Regions from separate parts of the Ovis aries genome. Here region 1 is linked to region 2. A link is a contact called in public Hi-C data. All regions are on one chromosome and are shown on one strand. The core of a region is the stretch at or near the end of the contact, and the rest is flanking DNA. Distances in the headings are between cores, read along the strand shown.

Region 1 (2,700 bases), core at 175-2,674, 43 kb after region 2:
ACCCACAATATCGCTGAGGGATGCCTGTACTTTCATCCAAACCCTTGTTTCAGAGCCTGCTTTTGGAGGAACCAAGTCTTGGGAGGCCCACATGCCTCTGTGTTGTGGACTGAAGGAACCCAATGACAGAGCTCTGAGCAGAAAGAAGTAAACCTTTCCTTTCAACCTTTCATTCATTCATTCAACAAACAGTCAACAGGCTTCTGCTACGTTCAAGCACTGGAGACAGTAGAGGCCAGAACTTGGAGTCATTTGAGCTGGTGCAAACTGAAGCCACAAATATGGGCACATCACCCACTCTTTCAGAGCTTCATTTAATTGTCACTGTGTCCTATGAGGCAGGAAATGTTATGGTCCTTATTTTTCAGATGAGGAAACGGAGGCACAGAGAGACTGAGTAACTTGCCCAAGGTCACACAGCTAATCAGTAGCAGAGCCAGGGTTCAAGCCCAGGAGTCAACTCCATACCCATGGTCTTAGCCACTTCCTCAGAAGTTCTAGAGACTAGGCTGGCTGAGGAAAGTCCCAGAATTTAGGACTTGAGGCTTCCCTGGTAGCTCAGCAGTAAAGAATCTACCTGCCAAGGTAGGAGATGCAGGTTGGATCCCTGAGTGGGGAAGATCCCCAGAGAAGGAAATGGCAATACACTCCAGTATTCTTGCTCGGAGAATTCATGGACAGACGAGCCTGGCTGTCTACAGTCCGTGGGGTCACAAAGAGTCAGACACAATTTAGTGACGAAACAAACAAGAATTTAGGATTTACTCCCCCAGATGGTATGAGTCAGTTCCATAATACTTGTGAGAAAAGTCTCATTAGTTTGCTTTTCTAAGTCTGATGAAATTTAGATCTGATTCTCCTTGCCAGGGGGCAGGCTTTTGCCATTCTGAAAGCTTGTTTCCACAAACAGTTCCCACAAGCCTCTCCTGGATAGCCTGGTTCCATCCCCCTAAGGCCCCAGGTGTACACAATATCTCTTCCTTTTACTGCCAAATCTTCCCTTCCTAGCCACACCCCAGGTTCCTGAATACTGAGCAAGGCTGGCCACAGTGCTTGCTTCAGTAATGAGCATGTGACTTAAGCTGAGCCAAAAAAACTCCAGCCTAAAAGGAAATCTTCACTAGGCTGGTGAGATGAAACCCTGGGGCTGTGATGCACCATCTTTGCCAGCCAATGGAGAGGGCCCACTGAACAATTAGGCAAGCATGGCCAAGAGACACAGACAGATCCCCAACCACCTGCCTGAGCCCCTGGATCGAGCCATGCCTAAAGCTGTTGCTCTCCTGAATTTCCAGGGGCACAAAATAATATGTTCTGCTTCAGTGTAAGTTAATTTCAGTCAGAGACTGTAATTTGCAGCTAGATGAAGCCTGACTATGTACTAGACTTAAAAAAAAAAAAAAAAAGTGGCTTTTTGATTCTCTACTAGTCCAGGGCAAACACCACTCTTTAGAAAGCAAAGACCTTGAGGGTCCTTGAGGTGGTAGGTGAAGGGAGGGAAAATATTTCTCATTCTTCTGTGATGACTCAATAGCTAAAATAAGCTCTGGTTCATTTCTCAAACAAGTTATCCTGCCTGACAATCATTACTCATCCCAGCCCTAACCAGCCTTGAGGTTGGTGTGGCTGCAGAGACCTTTAAGGCTCCCTAGATTTTCCATTTTCCTCTGAAAAGACTGTGTCACTGCACCTTTCACCTCCAGCTCAGAGTCCTGGGAGTTGGATTTTTCTAACGCACCAAGAAAACATCTTACCAAATGCCCAGCCAAATCAACACTCAATGACTACTTGCAATGCACAAGAAGACCTTGGAAATCTCGCCTCTATAGAAAGTGTCCAAAGAAGCTGTTCTTGCCTCTTCTTACCAAGTGCTGGGCCAGCTTAGCTGGTCAAGAACGCACCTGCCAATGCAGGAGACACAAGAGATGCAGGTTCAATACTGGGTCGGGAAGGTCCCCTGGAGGAGGGCATGGCAACCCACTCTAGTATTCTTGCCTGGAGAATTCCAAGGACAGAGGAGCCTGGCAGGCTACAGTCCATGGGGTCGCAAAGTGTGAGCGACTAACACTTTCACTTTTGAGAATCAAGGAGCGGGGTCAGCAGGGGGCAGAGGTGGACCCTCTGGCTGAGCCGAAGAGGCAAGACTCTGGAAGGACTGAGGGAGTATGGGAAGATTCTAAGTTGAGGAAATCAGACATAACCTCATTTTAGATTAGGTTCCCCAGAAACGGAGCCTGAGATGGGGATTTGGGTGCACGTGGCTCTTTGAGGCAGAGGTTCTCAGAAGTGGGGCGGTGTCAGTCCCTCCGGGCTGTGTGTGGAGCCGCGGGTAGCAGGGTGGGGGTGACAGCTGTGAGTCACTGGCCCCAATGCTCACAGCAGCTGGCACACAGAGGATCTGGGCAGCCCCTTCCTTCCTTCTTGGGACCACCCACCTGCTTTCGGGGAAGAGACCTGCCAACGGCTGCAGCTGGCGGGAATAGGGCTTCACCAGTGACGGCACAGCTCAGCGGTTGAGTGCCCAGGGCTTTGCGGGCTGGCAGAGCTGGGATGAATCCTGGTTCCCGGATGCCTCAGGCAGCCATCTGGAGCTGCAGAGGTTCCTGGCTCCCAGGCTGAGGGTGAATGAAACATGATCACGTGTTAGGGGCCCCTCGCTCCGGAGCCCAGCCTGTAGTGCCTGCAAGTGCACGTTAAGTC
Region 2 (2,700 bases), core at 93-2,592:
GGGCCAACCTGCCTTCCAGACAGCCCTTGAACCAGCACCAGCTCACCCAGCCAAGGGCTTATTCCCCTTGGGAAGATGGGTGGGCGAGTCTTACTCTGATGCACTAAGATGGGAAGGCCCTGTGCCTTCCAGAATTTGGATTTCCCAGCCACCAAAGCTCAGTCCGACATGCAATGACATCAGCCCCACTTATCGGCAGCACAAAAGCCACCAGACAACTAATCAAAGACCAGCCGGCCTGATCCCTGGAATGCACAGCCGGTCCAGAATTGCCCATTTCCCCATCACCTCCTGTCCTGACCTTGATGAAGGGTTTCTGGCATAACAATGACTCCACTGCCCAGATCACAGTGACCTGGAAACCAAAGAGAAAGAGGCCACCTACCTAGCTGGGCGTGGAGGGCCAATGTCCACCTTGCCGGCCTGTGCCACTGGCATGTATCTGGCAGCGGCAGTGGACGGGGTCCCGGCCGACCCCTGCGCTCACAGGGTGCCTACCTTACCCGCTCCCCCCCCCCACAACCCCTCCCCGCGAGGGGTCTAGCCAGGGCCCTGGCTCCGTTTGCTCTGTGTCCGGAATTTTTATCTCTCGTGGGCTCCCTAGGCCCGCCGGTGTCCGCCGAGAGCGGTCCTGAATACTATGGGGAACCCCCTGGAGCGGGGGATGGCGGGGAAAAGCAGATATCGTGGACCCCAGAAGTCGAATTTCTGGGACCGGCGTCGGAAATCTGTTGGGCTTTTTTTGTTTGGTTGGTTGGTTTTGTTTCTGAATAGCCGTGCGATAATAAGTCTGGAAACTTCAACTTTGAGAGAGCAGCTACCAAGCGAGACGAAACTTTCTTGAAAAGCTTCGGGGTGTCCTCTCCCGAGGAGGAGACCCCCGCGAGCAACACGGGGCGCGCTTTCAGGTGAGGGCGGGATGACCCCACCGCGCGCGATCCGCGGGCGATCGGCTCACTTCGGGGAGCAGGAACGGGACCCTGCCTGGACTGCGGCGGGAACAAGCGCCAAGTGACTGGAAGCCCGGCCTCCCCGGCCCCGCGTGGAAGATCGCGGCGGGACTCCGACGCCCTCCAACCACTTCGAACCCCGGGGACCCGCCAGGGTTCCGGGACACCGCCACCACTCCCGCGGAGTCCGGAGCTGGTGCTGGCGCCGCACCGACCCCGCTCTCCAGCCACCACCAGCTCGACGCTCCGCGGATCAGCACCCCGGTCGCTGCCTCCTCCCGTCGGCGACCCCAGCCCGCGCCCCCGCCGCCAGCCAACGCGCTCCTCACTCACCGCCGCGCGCGCCGCCAGTCGAGCCGGGAGGTCTGAGCAGATGGAGCTGGGGGGCGGACTGGCTGGAAGACGGCGGGGAGGAGCGCCTGAAGGCGGGGGGCGGGAGCTGGACCGGCCGGGGCGGGGCGCTCCGGCTCCCGCTTCCGGCTTGTCCCCGCCTCTATGCGCCGCCTGGACCCGATCCTTCCCACTCGCGGGGGGCCGCCTCCCCCAAGCTAGAAACCCCATCAGGGACCTGCGACCCTCTGGCTTCTACCCTTCCCCTCCACCGCTCCGATCTCCCGCTACCCTCGGAACACCCCCTTGACACCCCTAGACCCCGCTCACTCCCTGGAACCCCCTAGTTTCAGCCCAGACCCCACTCTCAGAGAGTGTCTCCCCTTTCGGGTTCTGCTCCTGCTCGTGGATCCGCGCCACGTGCCCGCACAACCTTGAACTCCCCTCCTGATTTCCATTCCCACTCTGCTCTCCCCTGCGCCCCTGGGTCCCCATCTTCGGCATTTGTTCTCCTTCCCGGTTCTCAGACAATGCTGATCACCTCCAGATCCCTTGCCAAGGCATCCAGCGCTCCCTGCCCTCCGGAAGTCGGCCCTTTTCTCCCCATACCTCAATTCTGTGCATTCAGATGCATCCAGGCAACCCAAGAAAATCTATGTGCCTTTGGCCATGTGCCCACTTGCTCTGGCCTCAGTCTCCTGTCTGTAACATGGGCATAACAGTACCTGTCTCGTAAGATCCACAGAGATTTAGCTGAACAATGCAAGCAAAGCGTTCAGCACAGATTGTGCTAAATTAAACCTATCCTAGCTGCTAACTCGCAGAAGGCAATGGCACCCCACTCCAGTACTCTTGCCTGGAAAATCCCATGGACGGAGGAGCCTGGCAGGCTGCAGTCCACCGAGTCGCTAAGAGTCAGACACGACTGAGGGACTTCACTTTCACTTTTCACTTTCATGCATTGGAGAAGGAAATGGCAACCCGATCCAGTGTTCTTGCCTGGAGAATCCCAGGGATGGTGGAGCCTGGTGGGCTGCCGTCTCTGGGGTCTCACAGAGTCGGACACAACTGAAGCAACTTAGGAGCAGCAGCAGCTGCTAACTATTGGACTGGTCAAAAAGTTCATTCAGGTTTTCCCTAAGATGAAACAAAAACCCAAATGAATTGTTTGGCCAACCCAATACTTTGCATGCACCCAGGGTGTCCTGTGGCCCCTGCTACTTTCTCACTCAATCACTGAAAGCTCTGGAAATGAGTAACTACTATTTCAGTTCAGTTCAGTTCAGTTCAGTCGCTCAGTCGTGTCCGACTTTTTGCGACCCCATGAATTGCAGCACGCCAGGCCTCCCTGTCCATCCCCAACTCCCGGAGTTCACTCAAACTCAGGTCCATAGAGTCGGTGATGCCATCCAGCCATCTC

The links. A called contact is a pair of places that touch in the nucleus more often than the background predicts.
Region 1: a contact with region 2 is called in a Hi-C map of skin fibroblasts, with 4 times the contacts expected there. The contact joins the enhancer-like site here to the promoter of LITAF in region 2. A contact is called at or near these places in 7 of 16 Hi-C or Micro-C datasets (blood, liver, omental adipose tissue and 2 more).

The regions. Positions count from the first base shown.
Region 1 is chr24:10,833,262-10,835,961 of ARS-UI_Ramb_v3.0, forward strand. No RefSeq gene overlaps it. Among named protein-coding and RNA genes, the nearest start is that of LITAF, 42 kb to the left of the region's middle. Within about 2 kb of position 1,425, at least 14 of the 54 cell types and tissues checked have an H3K27ac peak or open chromatin away from gene starts, as enhancers often do.
Region 2 is chr24:10,790,806-10,793,505 of ARS-UI_Ramb_v3.0, forward strand. LITAF (lipopolysaccharide induced TNF factor) reads right to left here and starts at 1,343. Exons shown (of 5, transcript XM_060405812.1): 1 at 1,284-1,343.